Regions from separate parts of the Ovis aries genome. Here region 1 is linked to region 2. Evidence: chromatin contacts called from public Hi-C data. All regions are on one chromosome and are shown on one strand. Each heading gives the region's core, a stretch centred on a gene start, on an enhancer-like site or on the middle of the called end of the contact. The rest is flanking DNA. Distances are from core to core; before and after follow the strand shown. Region 1 overlaps PRKCSH (protein kinase C substrate 80K-H). Region 2 holds the start of EPOR (erythropoietin receptor).

What was found. A called contact is a pair of places that touch in the nucleus more often than the background predicts.
Region 1: a Hi-C map of hypothalamus shows a contact between it and region 2, with 4 times the contacts expected there. The contact joins the enhancer-like site here to the promoter of EPOR in region 2. A contact is called at or near these places in 3 of 16 Hi-C or Micro-C datasets (blood and hypothalamus).

The regions. Positions count from the first base shown.
Region 1 is chr5:13,548,538-13,555,297 of ARS-UI_Ramb_v3.0, reverse strand. PRKCSH (protein kinase C substrate 80K-H) reads right to left here. Exons shown (of 18, transcript XM_042249979.1): 9 at 6,084-6,162; 10 at 4,329-4,415; 11 at 3,894-4,070; 12 at 3,724-3,820; 13 at 3,184-3,253; 14 at 2,822-2,911; 15 at 2,553-2,627; 16 at 2,361-2,460; 17 at 2,108-2,281; 18 at 1,634-1,964. The coding sequence ends at 2,135. It overlaps ELAVL3 (ELAV like RNA binding protein 3), which reads left to right. Exons shown (of 7, transcript XM_012177937.3): 7 at 1-1,284. Among named protein-coding and RNA genes, the nearest start is that of PRKCSH, 12 kb to the right of the region's middle. Within about 2 kb of position 4,562, at least 10 of the 54 cell types and tissues checked have an H3K27ac peak or open chromatin away from gene starts, as enhancers often do. A contact at or near this core is called in hypothalamus, where this site is marked.
Region 2 is chr5:13,504,299-13,511,676 of ARS-UI_Ramb_v3.0, reverse strand. EPOR (erythropoietin receptor) reads left to right here and starts at 2,678. Exons shown (of 7, transcript XM_042249975.2): 1 at 2,678-2,938; 2 at 3,793-3,928; 3 at 4,316-4,494; 4 at 4,572-4,729; 5 at 5,213-5,366; 6 at 5,454-5,541; 7 at 7,297-7,378. The coding sequence starts at 2,824.

The DNA of each region.
Region 1 (6,760 bases), core at 3,313-5,812, 42 kb before region 2:
TGCTGCAAGGAACAAAAAGGAAAAAAAAAAATCAAAAAAGCGACAAAAAAACACAAACAGAAGAGGAAAAAAGCGACAAAAAAAAAAAAAAAAAAAGGAAGAGAAAAAAAACCACACACACAGAAGAGATTTAAAAAAAAAGAAAAAAAAAAGACATAAACTGGCACCAGTTAACTTTCTTGTACTTTTTTGCCGAATTGAGCTTCTTGTAGTTTTAACTTATTGCTATGTTAACTATTTATCCTTGTTGCCCTGTAAGGACATTTGTGTATATTTCTGTTCCTTCATCCAGTTTGCAAGTTTAAAGGAACCACGATGTTCTCTTTGTTTCTTTAAGTTTTGCCGAGACGTGGTTATGCCTAATTTATTTATAAAAGGGGAAGTGGAATCATTAAAGTAATAATAATTATTAATAACAGTAATGGTAGCCGAGCGGCACCCCGTGGGGGGGCCTGTGCTCTGCAGGGCGGTCCCTGCAGCCAGCGACGTCCGGGGTCTTTAATGGGATTATTTTTGCTCGTCTTGAGAATTTTTTCAGTCCTATTTAGCTGGTGAAACCCTAGCTTGTTCTTGATACACGAACCTATTTATTCTTGTGGTTTTTAAGTCCTCCCCAACCTCCCCGCTCCCCTCCAGCAGGGCAGACCCCCCAGCGGGTCCATCCCTCTCCCTCTGTTTTCTTGGGGCTTTCTCCCCTCTGCTGTCCGCCCGCAGCGACGCGTGTCCACACGTGGACAGCGTGGCGGAGGCATCTGTGAGCAATAAGGGCTGGGTTTGTCCCCCACCCTGGGGGGGGCCGGGCTCCAGAGAGGGGGCACCTCCCCACACCCCCCCTCAACTGAGGCCCTGGGCCCCTGCCACCCCCGACTGGGAAGGGACTCCTTTTTCTAAAACACAGAACTCAGCCCAGCCAGCCAGGCCCCCTTCCTGGAGGCCAGCCCCTCACCCCAGGGGAGGTGGGGCCTGGGGTCTTCCGCATCCCTGCGTGGGGCAGGGGCAGGGCCCGTGGGGAAGGGGCTCAGCCCCTCCAGCCCTTCCTTCATCCTGTTATTTATTTGGATGGTTTCAAATCAAGACAGAGTCCATGTTGGAGGTGATAAAAGAACTGTTAAAAAAAAAAAAAAAAGACAAAAAAAACACCCAAAACCCAACAAGAACACTGCGTTGAGTTTAGACACTATTTATTACCGGGATTACAGGCCTGGCCGCGGTAACAGACTTTTACATGGAATTGTTTAATTATTTGTACTTTTCATGCCAGAAAAATAAAAGTTCAGAATCTTATGGCCTCAGGTATCTGTGCTTCCACACACCAGTTGGCCCTGCTGTGTGGCTGAGTGCACGCCACTGTCCCTCTCTGGGCCTAGCTCACACCTGGAGCCCCCTGGCTTCCCCACAGCACACGTGATTGGGGTGGTGGGGTCTGAGACCAGCCCAGGAAGAAACCCAGATGGAAGTGACCCAACAGCTGTCTGTTTACATGGCTCCAGGCTCTGCTGTCCATGGGGCATCTCAGGTGAGACCCTCAAACCAGAGCCAGCCCCCCTAGGATCTGCACAGCTGCTTCCCATGTTCAGCCCTCTCCAGCCCCAGCCCTTCCACACCCCAGCAAAGCCAGGCAGACACAGATGAGTTGGAGGGATCATGTTTATTGTTTGGGGATCACAGGTCAAGTCACTTCCCCACCAAGAGGGAAGGCAGATGCCCTGGGTGGGGAGGCAGGGCGGGCCAGGCCCCCAAGGTGTGGGGGCCCAAGCAGGACAGGCTCTTTTATTCCATCTGTGGAGGCAGCCGGGGCCTGGGAACATGGCTCTGCCCCGCTGGCCAACCAAAAGCAGGGCATGGAGCCCTACCTGCTTCCTGCCCTGTGGGGTGGGTGAGGTGACCCACAGGGGCAGGCCTTGGTCCACAGACTCGGGGGTGGATGGGCAGCACCACTGGGGGCTGGTTCCACATCTTGATTTCTGGGACCAGAGAGAAACCAAATGAGACAGACGAAGGGAGATGGATGGGGGAGAAGCCATGTGGCCAAGAGCCCCCCCCACCCCCCGCCCCACCATGCTCCCGAACGGTAGGGGACGGGAGTGACCCCCACCTCCCCACCTACCTCTGCGCTGGGCAGGGTGGGGCGGGGCTAGAGCTCATCATGGTCACCCTCCACAGGGTATTCAGGCGGGGGCTCTGGGCAGGCAGCTGGCGTCATCAGCTCCATGAGGTACTCGCAGCGGCTGGGCTCGGTGGTGCTGGTCACCACTGTCTCCTTCCCACACAGCAGGCGCACCTAGGGTGGGCAGGTGGGGCTCAGGTGGGCTCTGCAGGCCACGTCCCCACTCCACTTCCCCCAGCCTGCGGGCACTCACTGTGGTGGAGCGATTGGGGCCCTGCCAGCAGCCTGTGCCCTGCTCATACTTCATGGCGCTGAACTTGTCGTGGTCGGGGCCAGCCCACGAGCCCCAGGTGCTATGGGAGAGTGGGGTGCTGAGAGGGGCCGGCCGGGGCGGCCGAGGGTGGGGATGAGGGGCCGAGAGGTGGGCCAGCCCGAGCTCACTCACCCAAGGCTTGTAGGGGAGCCGCCGAGTTTGGGTTTCTGCGAGACAAGCTTGAAGGGGCAGAGTCTGTAGATGTACCTGTCATGGGATGGGGCTGGTGGGTTGGGGGGACAGGGGTCCCAGCCTCCACGACAACCCCCCACACCGGGGCCATGCAGGTACCTCAAATCCCAGTGACTGTGCCTAAGCCCACCCACCTCCCTCCCCACCCCATCCTTGCTCAGGCCCAGACCCATCAAGCCCACCCACCAACGTGCCCAGAGGGGACGCACTCATTGGTGGTGAGCTCGTAGCACTGGCTGTAGAGGTAGGCGAACTCGCCGTTGGGGCCAAAATCAAATGAAATCTCCTGTTCCAGGTTCCTAAAGGGGAGACCCGGAGGTTAAAGGGCAGTGGGGGATGCCAGCCCGACTCCGGACAATGCCAAGAAGGCCCGCTCGAGTGGCGGAGGGTCTCTCAGGGCCTGGGCTCCAGTCCCCTCCGCCTGGGGACTCTCCCTGCAGGAGCCACCGCCAACTTGCAAAGGTTGCCTGAGTGACTTCTCCATCGCCACCATCTCTGGGGAGTTGGGCAGCAGGCGGCCATGGGGCAGTGGAGAAGTGGCCTTGCTGTGACTGCATGGGTACCCCCATACCTGATGGATTCTTCCATGTCCTTCAGGGACCGCTCGGCCTCTTCAAACTTGTTGCGGGCCTCCTGGGCGGCTGGTGGGGTCGGGAAGGAGGTCAGAGGTGTCCCCACCCCATCCATGAAGAGAGGGCAGGGGTGGTGCAGACAGGCCTGATTGCCCCAGCCCCAGGGCTGGCTCTGGGTAAGGACAGGGCCCAGGAACACCCCCTGGGCCTTGCCAGCTGCCAAGCAGACCCTACCGCCCCGCCCAGGCTCTCAGCTCTTGAGGGAGTAGGGCCGGGGCTCCTGGGGCCCTGCTGGTTCCTCGCCTGCCAAGGGCGGCACAAACAACAGCCACCCGTGAGGAAGCAGAAGGTCCCCTGGGACTGGTGTGGTGGTGCCAGCTTCCCCAGGGCCCAGAAGCCCCCTCTAGGTGGCTTGGAGTTCCCTGGGCTTGCCTGGGCCAGCCCCAGGCCCCCTAGAGGAGCAGGCGGGGCCTGTTTCTTGGGTCCCTGCATCTGCTGGCGACAGGGAGGGGCCCCTCCCTTCCAGGCTCAGCCCTCACCGTTGATGAAGGCCTGCGTCTGCTCATCATACGGCGGCATCCTGTCCTCCTCGGTGGGGCTGGCTGTCTGGGGGGCTGGGACTGGGGCTGTGGTGTCCTGGGGGTCGGGGGACAGAGTCAGCGAGTAACCCCACTCCCACCCATCACCCCCTCCACTCCTAAACACCCACCTTGGGCTGCTCCCCCTGGGAATCCTCGTCCTCCTCATCCTCATCCTCCTCTGTCTCCTCGTCCTCCTCGTCTTCGTCCTCCTCCTCTGTGGGTGGTGAGGGCATGGGGGGCTGCTCCTCCTTGGGTTCCATCACATCGGGTGCAGGAGGCGATGGTGGGTATTCAGTGGGCAGCACCTGCCGGATGTGCGGAGAGGTCGTGCTGAGGACTCAGGGGTCCACCCCCACCCCCAGAGCCAAGGGCGGCCCCTTCCAAGGAGCCTAGAGAGAGGGAGGGAGGGACAGACAGCTGGGGGCGGGGTGGCTTCTGTAGAGGAGGTGGGGCTGCCCAGCTGGCCAGGGTGGCCCAGTGCCAGAGCTGGAGGCAATGCCTTTGTGAGGCGTCCAGGGGCGGCGAGGGGACTGGGATCACATCCTTCCCCTCCCTCTACTGACCTCAGACCGGTACTTGTCCCTGATGGCGGCCCAGATGCGGTCATAGAAGAAAGCAGCATCCATTTGCATGTCTCCCCCAAGGAGGGTCTGTGTGCGTCAGGTTGGGGTGGGGTCAGGGGCAGGACCGCCACGTGCCCCCCACCTCCAACCCAGGCACTCCTGTAGTGGGTGCAGGGGCCCTCAGGCTGCGGTGCCAGGCACAGCACGCGCTGACTTGCCCAGGGCCAGACTGGCGCCGGGCTGGGTGAGGAGCGGCTGCCAGAAGGGGGCAGCACAGGCCTGTGGGAAAGAGGCGGGGGCCAGAGAGGTGCCCGGTGGGGACTGGAGACCAGGGAGAGGAGCTGAGAGAGAGGCCAGGGTGAGGTGGGGAGTGAGGACCAGCAGGGCAGCAATGGGGTGGGGAGCAGGGCTCCAGGCCAGTGAGGGCAGAGCTGAGGCGGCGGGTGACCAGGTGTGCATGCTGGGTAGGGAGGGGGAGCATGGTACAGGGAACCTAACATAATCAACTGTGGAAAACTCTGGAAGAGATGGGAATACCAGACCACCTGACCTGCCTCTTGAGAAACCTATATGCAGGTCAGGAAGCAACAGTTAGAACTGGACATGGAACAACAGACTGGTTCCAAATAGGAAAAGGAGTACATCAAGGCTGTATATTGTCACCCTGCTTATTTAACTTCTATGCAGAGCACATCATGAGAAACACTGGACTGGAAGAAACACAAGCTGGAATCAAGACTGCCGGGATAAATATCAATAACCTCAGATATGCAGATGATACCACCCTTATGGCAGAAAGTGAAGAGGAACTAAAAAGCCTCTTGATGAAAGTGAAAGAGAAGAGTGAAAAAGTTGGCTTATAGCTCAACATTCAGAAAATGAAGATCATGGCATTTGGTCCCATCACTTCATGGGAAATAGATGGGAAACAGTGGAAACAGTGTGTCAGACTTTATTTTTGGGCTCCAAAATCACTGCCGATGGTGACTGCAGCCATGAAATTAAAAGACGCTTACTTCTTGGAAAAAAAGTTATGACCAACCTAGACAGTATATTCAAAAGCAGAGACATTACTTTGCCGACTAAGGTCCGTCTAGTCAAGGCTATGGTTTTCCTGTGGTCATGTATGGATGTGAGAGTTGGACTGTGAAGAAGGCAGAGCGCCAGAGAATTGATGCTTTTGAACTGTGGTGTTGGAGAAGACTCTTGACAGTCCCTTGGACTGCAAGGAGATCCAACCAGTCCATTCTGAAGGAGATCAGCCCTGGGATTTCTTTGGAAGGAATGATGCTGAAGCTGAAACTCCAATACTTTGGCCACGTCATGCGAAGAGTTGACTCACTGGAAAAGACTCTGATGCTGGGAGGGATTGAGGACAGGAGGAGAAGGGGACGACAGAGGATGAAATGGCTGGATGGCATCACTGACTCGATGGACGTGAGTCTGAGTGAACTCCGGGAGTTGGTGATGGACAGGGAAGCCTGGCGTGCTGCGATTCACGGGATCGCAAAGAGTCGGACACGACTGAGCGACTGAACTGAACTGAACTCCCCACGAGATGCCCTGAGGCACCAGGCAAGGCCTGGCCACACCAGCCAGGCTGGGCCCCCCAGAACCCTGGCCCTGGGCCAGCAGGGGACTCTCCATGGGAGTAGCCCACAGAAGGCCTGCCTCTGTCCACCCCAGCCCCCCACCCTGAGGTCACCCTGGGGCAATCCCCTCCAGGAATCTCCAGCGAAGGGGTGGGCCCAGTACCTGGGCTTCCCCTTCTGATAATGCCCCGTCCCCATCCGTGTCCAGCTCCGGGTGGGTCTGCAGCTCAGCCACTGAGACCCTGCAGCGACAAAGGCAGAAGCCGATAGAGCAGTGAGCCCATGGGCTCCTGGTCAACTGCCCCCCAACTCCTACCCCAGGCCAGGGCTCCTCCTGGGAACTTGCTTCAGGACCTTGGGGCAGGGAGAGAAGGCAGGAAGGAGGGTGGGAAAAAATGAGGTCTGGGGTTAGGGCCCAGTCCAGTCTCTACCCTGGGAAAGGCAGGTCCTAGCCACCCTGTCCTCTGCCTCCTACCCGTTCCTGAGGCTCCACAACCCTGAGGAGCGAAAGGGAGGGACAAGCACAGGGGTGGGAGTGGCAGCCGAGTCCTCAAGGCCCACCCTTAGAGCCCAACAAGGAAACGCCCATGGCCTGGCATCCTCCACCCCAGGAGACCCACACACCCACGGTGGCCCAGGCCCCACATCCTGCCCCTATCCCGCCGCCCACCGCCACTGCCCACCAGGAAGGGGATCGCCCTGCTCATTCTCCCCTCAAGAACCCTCCAAAGTCCCAGGCCTCCCACCAGGGGACCTGCCCAGCCTCCCTGTTCCCTAAAGCCCACCCTCCACTGAGCCATTGGCTTGGGGTTGGCCAGTAAGTTCAGGGGCACTGGTCAG
Region 2 (7,378 bases), core at 1,429-3,928:
TGAGGGGGCATTATTATCATGCCCATTTTATACATGAAAAACCAAGACGAGCGACGGTTAAGTAGCTTATCTAAGGTTTCAGGGCAAGTGACACGTGGAATGCATCAGAACATATGCTCTTACCCAAGGAAACAGTTTACAGTTTCTGCCTCTCTCTCTCTCTCCCTCTCTCTCTCTCTCTCTCTCTCTCTCTCACACACACACACACACACACACACACACACACAAACACAATCCAAATGCCAATTTCCTGAGGAAGAGATTCTCATTGACTTGTTTTTTTTGTTTGTTTGTTTGTTCCTCAGTAAGGCATGTGGGATTTTAGTTCCCCTCAGTTCAGTTCCGTTGCTCAGTCGTGTCCGACTCTTTGCAGCCCTGTGAATTGCAGCATGCCACGCCTCCCTGTCCATCACCAACTCCCAGAGTCCACCCAAACTCATGTGCATCGAGTCGGTGATGCCATCCAGCCATCTCATCCTCTGTCATCCCCTTCTCCTCCTGCCCCCAATCCCTCCCAGCATCACGGTCTTTTCCAATGAGTCAACTCTTCGCATGAGGTGGCCAAAGTATTGGAGTTTCAGCCTCAGCATCAGTCCTTCCAATGAACACCCAGGACTGGTCTCCTTTAGGATGGACTGGTTGGATCTCCTTGCAGTCCAAGGGACTCAAGAGTCTTCTCCAACACCACACTTCAAAAGCACCAATTCTTCAGCACTCAGCTTTCTTCACAGTCCAACTTTCACATCCACATATGACCACTGGAAAAACCATAGCCTTGACTAGATGGACCTTTGTTGGCAAAGTAATATATCTGCTTTTCAATGTGCTATCTAGGTTGGTCATAACTTTCCTTCCAAGGAGTAAGCGTCTTTTAATTTCATGGCTGCAGTCACCATCTGCAGTGATTTTGGAGTCCCCCCAAATAAAGTCTGACACTGTTTCCACTGTTTCCCCATCTATTTCCCATGAAGTGATTGGGACCAGATGCCATGATCTTCATTTTCTGAATGTTGAGCTTTAAACCAACTTTTTCACTCTCCTCTTTCACTTTCATCAAGAGGCTTTTTAGTTCCTCTTCACTTTCTGCCATAAGGGTGGTGTCATCTGCATATCTGAGGATATTGATATTTCTCCCAGCAATCTTGATTCCAGCTTGTGCTTCTTCCAGTCCAGTGTTTCTCATGATGTACTCTGCGTAGAAGTTACATAACTAGAGACCAAATCCACGCCCCCTGCAGAGGCACAGAGTCCTAACCACTGGACAGCCAGGGAATCCCTCCACTTCTGTTTTTAAAAGTGCAGGAGGTTAAAAAAAAAAAAAAAAACAGGTGTAGGAGTACTCAGGAATAGCTCTCTCCAGTGGCTAACACAGGTCAGCTGTCTCCCTACACCTCTCAGGTTGGTTTTTCGCTTATCTTTTACTCCACAAATATTTCCTGACCTCCTATTGTATGCCAGGCTCTGTTGTAGGTGCTGGGGATATAGAAATGAACAAAACAGACTAATGAAGGTGGCGAATCAATAACAAAACATCAAATACATATTACATATTTATACGAAAAGTACAGGGAATGCAAAATGCTGCTGCTGCTGCCAAACCATTTAAGGACTGACATTGTGGGGGGTGAGGGGTGGGCGGTGAGAGGGTTGCTATTTTGAACAGGTGATCCAGGAGGACTTCACTGAGGAAGTGACGTTTAGTTAGAGTCCTGAGTAAACTGAGAGTGAGCTGCATGTCCATGTAGAGGAAGAACCTTGCAAGTGGAGGGAATAGACAGTGCAGAAGCCCACCTTAGCTTCACCATCAGCCAATTTTTTTCCTCCTAATGACAAAGATGTCTCTGGCTACTCCATCTGCCTACCCCGTCATCTAATAGAAAGCTGCACCTCCTTTCCTAGCTACTCCAGGGAAAAGTCCCAGAATGGAAGCTCATTGGATCCCCTTGGGTCACATGCCACCCCTGAACCAATTACCGTGCTCCAGGGAATGGAGCTCTCTGATTGGCTAATCTGGGGCTGGCTGACGCAATAAAGTAGGTATCCCCTGCTTCCCCAGGCATGCGTCTCCTTTGGGCGGAGGGTGTTTACCCCAGTTGAAGCTCAGCCCGAGAGAACAGCTTTTATGATTTGTTCTATACTTTACAGATTATTGAAAGAACTGCACGTTCCTTGTAAAATAAAATCCCAAGAGTATACACATGTAAGCAGAAAATGCCCCCAAAATCACAAATAAAATCTCGCATTCTAGAATACATGTAATTTTTACAAATGCAGGCTCTTTCTTACTTACTTACTATCTGGCAGTACTTCCCAACATTGTGCAAACATTCAACGGCTACTATTAGGCTTATTATATTCCTACCCAGACTGGGAAGAGATGTTGATTAGTACGATAATATCAGTAGTTACAGTTTACATTTTTTGAATGCTTGCTATGTGCCAAGTCGGATTTTATAGATTAAAAGGCTGAAGCTCAGATAAGGTAAGTAACCCGTCCAGGGTCACACAGCAAGAAAGTGTATCTGAGGCAGAAAGCAGAGCAGTTCCTTCCCTCCACCCTCAAGGAGGTGCGGAGCTCAGGGCCCCTGCTCTCTGTAACCAGGCCCCATAGGGCGGCTGCCTCCCTCTTATCTCAGCTCGGGCTGCCTGCTGGTCCCGCCCCCTCGGGGGAGCTGCCACTTGGAGGCGCCTGGCCGGGAAGGCCTGGTCAGCTGTGTCCGGCGGAGGCAGCTGCTGACCCAGCTGTGGCCTGTGCCAGGGGCGGAAGAAGTGGGGGGGGGCGGAGGGCAGGAGCCCTGGGCCCCCGGCGTTAGGGGCTACATTATGTATCATCTCCCGTCACCCCTCCGTCCTGGAATTGGCTTCCTCTGCCTCTTGCTCGCTGGGGCAGCCTGGGCTCCCCCACCCAACCCAACGGACCCCAAGTTTGAAAACAAAGGTAAGGGTGGAGTTGAGTGTGGACCCCAGCACTGGATCTTGGAGGGCAATATTGGGACCCGAACTTCCTGCCCGGATCCTTGGGGCCACCCAGGTTCTCATTCTGAGTCTGTGACCTGGGGCCCAAGATGGTGTCTGAACCCCTAGACTGGGATCTCATGGCATGCTGGGGTCTATATCCCCAGATTAGATTCTCGGGGAGAAGCTAGAAAGGGGCATAAGAGTCCTGCTTTATCTCTTCAATGAACTTGGGACGTGCTAAACGCTAAATGGGGCAGGGGTGGTGCTGTAGTCTAGAGTCCTGTATGCTAGAGTCGCTGAGCTAAGGAGATCTAGCCGACCTCCAAGTGGGAAGGGAGGGTAAAACCCGAGTCCGAGTCAGAGGGGCCGAGCCCCAGGCAACTGTAAACACGGTTGGCATGCGGGCGCCAGATCCCTGGGTCCGCGGGGTTGAGGGAGGGGAACGGGGGGCACGGTTGGCGCTATCGGGCCGCCGGGAGCCTGCCGGGGCTGATAGGGGACCCCGCCTCCTGCACACACACTCACCCTCACGCAAGTCCCTAGGCTGGGGCGGGGGCGGCAGCGGGAGGCGGAGGCCTTGAATGCTACGGTCAGCAAAGCCGGTCGCTGGTGGGCGGCGTGTGTGTTGGAGGGAGACAATAAGACACGCAACCTACACTTGGAAGTTTGGGGGGCACTACTTCGGCGGACCCTTTGAAGGGCCCCGCTGGAAGAACGGGGGCGGGGCTTTTTTTTCTTATCGGTCCGCACAGGCAGCAGGAGGGAGGGAAGGATGCTGTGGCTCGAGAAAGGGGCTCGGGTCCCTTGACCCCCTCCCCTTACCCGCATCCTCAGCGGCCCTGCTGACAGCCCGCGAGCCTGATGAGTTTCTGTGCTTCACCGAGCGCTTGGAGGACTTGGTGTGTTTCTGGGAGGAAGCGGCCACCGCCGGAGTCGGCCCGGACAACTACAGCTTCTCTTACCAGCTCGAGTGAGTTGGACGAGGCGGGGTCAGATGGAGCGCCCCACAGGTGCAGGGGGCGGGCTGGCCGGGCAGACTTCCCAGGAGCTCGCATCTTGGGATGTTTCCTGGTGCCAGGGACCGGCTGGCATCTCTGCTGGTGGGCACTTGTGGGAAGCTCACGGAGTCAGAGCTGACGTGCACCCTAGTGGTCGGGGCTGGAACACTCCTGTGATCACTGCTGGAGGGCAACCGCAAACTTCAGGGCAGGAACAATACCGCTCCAAAGCAGGACTTAAGGCGTCGCGTACGTCGGGGCTGCGACGCCCCCTGGTGGTAGTGTCCAGAAACGCGCCCTCGGTCCCCGCGAAACCTCAAACTTGATCCCCCTACCCTCGCTGGTTCCTGGTTGAACAGGGGTGAGCCGTGGAAGCCATGCCGCCTGCATCAGACGCCCACCGCCCGCGGCTTGGTGCGTTTCTGGTGCTCGTTGCCTACAGCCGACACGTCGAGCTTCGTGCCCCTAGAGCTGCACGTCACTGCGGCCTCCTCGGGCGCTTCACGCTACCGCCGTACCATTCACGTCAACGAAGTGGGTAAGTGCGCTGGGAACGGGGGATTGGTCGGGAGGGAGTCCCAGTTTCCGCCCACCTAAGCAAACCCCTCTCCGTAGTGCTCCTAGACCCTCCCGCCAGGCTTGTGGCTCGGCGGGCCGACGAGGGCGGCCACGTGGTACTGCGCTGGCTCCCGCCGCCTGGGGCACCCATGGCGAGCCTTATCCGCTATGAGGTGAACATCTCGGCAGAGAACGCCGCAGGGGGCGCACAGAGGGTGAGGCCCGCCCCTATAACCTAGCCCCAAAGGGCTCCAGACTAGACAGGCGCTCTAAGTCTCACCCAGACTGTCACTAGGGCCCCGCCCCGTCGGCCTCGTCCCTTCCACGCCCTGCCCAAGACATCTCCACGTCCACTGATTTGTGCCCTTTCCCAATGACCCCCTTGCCCCAAGCCCACCTGGACTCAACCTTTCTTAACTCTTGTCCGGAACCCTAGACCGCTCCAGTGCCCGCCCTGTCTGTTCGCAGGCCCAGCTGTTAAATAGCCGGAGTGCGCCCGTTTCTACCCAGGGCCCCATCCTGATTGGCCCCAAGCCTTCCTGGGCCCCGCCTCCTACTTTCATTGCCCGCCTCCCCATGCTTGGTTTCTGTTCTTCCTTTTTCTGATTGGCTGGCTCCCTCAGAGTCCACCCCCACATGCCCTCCTTTTCCCTCCCTGCCCCTATTGGACACACCCCTCACCCGGGCCCCGCCTACAGGTGGAGATCCTCGACGGCCGCACGGAGTGCTTGCTGAGCAACCTGCGGGGCGGAACGCGCTACGCCTTCATGGTACGCGCGCGTATGGCCGAGCCCAGCTTCGGTGGCTTCTGGAGCGCCTGGTCTGAGCCTGCGTCACTGCTGACGGCTAGTGGTGAGGCCCCAGGCAAGGGAGGTAGGAGGGGCTGGGCGGAGCATGGGGGCCAAGTTCACTGCCCTGACCTCTTCCCTGCTCCCCCAGACTTGGACCCCCTCATCCTGACGCTCTCCCTCGTCCTCGTGCTCATTCTACTGCTGCTGGCCGTGCTAGCCCTGCTCTCCCACCGCCGGTGAGCGCCCCACTCGGCATCTGGCTCAGACTCCTCTCCACTAACTTTCCCCTTTCCCTGTGAAAACCTAGGCTCAGAGATGGGCAGGCACTTGCCCAGGGTTACAGAATGAAAAGTCGGTGGCAGGGTCGGGATGCAAGCCAAGTCACACTCAGATTCTTATTTAAAATTCTCTGCTCTTGGGCATATATTTTTTGGGTTTTCCTCCTACCTCAGTGTCTGCTCCTTCTTGGATTCTCTTGTGAACGTGCATGCGTGCTATGCTAAATCATTTCAATCGTGTACGACTCTTCGCGACTCCGTGGACTGTAGACCGCCAGGCTCCTCTGTCCCTGGGATTCTCCATGCAAGAGTACTGGAGTGGGTGGCCATGCCCTCCTCCTGGATCCTTCCGACCCAGGGATGGAACCAGCGTCTAACTGCATCTCCTGCCTTTTAGGCGGATTCTGTACCACTGAGCCACCGGGGAAGCCCTTCTTTTTGAATACTTTTTTCCCAGTTTCATCAACTTCTGTAAAGCCAACCAAATGGGCTTCATGAAACGATTTAGCCCCAAATGCCTCTCACCGGTTGCCAAGCTCCTTAGATGTTTTATGACATGACCAGCCATCCTGAGGTTTTTGTAATTCAGTTTTTGTAACCCAATTACATACAATGTGTGTTCACACTCCCAAGCCTTGGGATACACTGTTCCTTCTGCCAGGAATGTCCTTCTTGCCGTGCCTGCCAAGCAATCTCCTAGTTCTTTCAAAGCCTTGTTTATTTACTTGATTGGGAAATACTGAGTGCCAGCTCTGTGCTAGGCACTGGGAAGAAAGAGCAGAACCAACCAAATGTGTCTCTACTCTTGTGGATCTCATAGCTGAGTCACACAACAAATAAGGAAACCAACAGATATTTGATTATAAATTGTGATGAGAGATAGCAGAAATATCGGGCTTCCCAGGTGGCACTAGTGGTAAGGAACTCCCCTGCCAGTGCAGGAGACATAAGAGTCTCGGGTTCGATCCCTGGGTTGGGCTGACCCCCTGGAAGAGTGCATGGCAATCCACTCCAGTATTCTTGCCTGGAGAATCTCATGGACAGAGGAGCCTGGTGTGCTACAGTCCGTAAGGTCACAAAGAGTCAGACATGACTGAAGTGACTTAGCATGCATGCACAGGGGGACATGACAGAATAGATAGGTGAGAGGAGGTGACATTGGAGCAGAAACCTGAATCCTGGGAAAGAGGCAGCCGTGTGAAAAGCAGGCAGCGAAAAACAGCAAGTGCAAAGGTCCTGAGATGGGAGTGAGCTTGGAACATTGAAGCAGCTGCAAGAAAAGCTGTATGCCTAGAGCAGAGTGTGTAAGGTGGGGCGGGGGGGATGAGGGAGGTATCAGGGATTAGATCATGTAGGGTGTTCTGTATGGAGGAGTTTGGACTTTAGCCTGAATGCACTGGAGAACCACGGAAAAGAGTGAGGAGGAAAGTAGCATAATGGACTTTCAGACAAGCCTGGGTGGGTTTTAGAGGGACCATAAGGCAGTGTATATTGAACTCCTATGTATCCTTCAAAACCCTGTTCCCATTGCCCTTCTGTAGGGCCTTGCAGATGCTTTGGCAGAACCCCTGTTCCTCAGTCCCATGCACTCCTCTGCCTTCAACATGACCGCAAGGGACTAGGCGTCTCTTTGCCCCAGGGATGGTGCTGAGGGGGTGTCGGTGACTGTTCAGTGACACATGCCCAGGCATCTGTTTGTTCCGGTTTCACCAGGACCCTGAAGCAGAAGATCTGGCCTGGCATCCCAAGCCCTGAGAGCGAGTTTGAAGGCCTCTTCACCACCCACAAGGGTAAC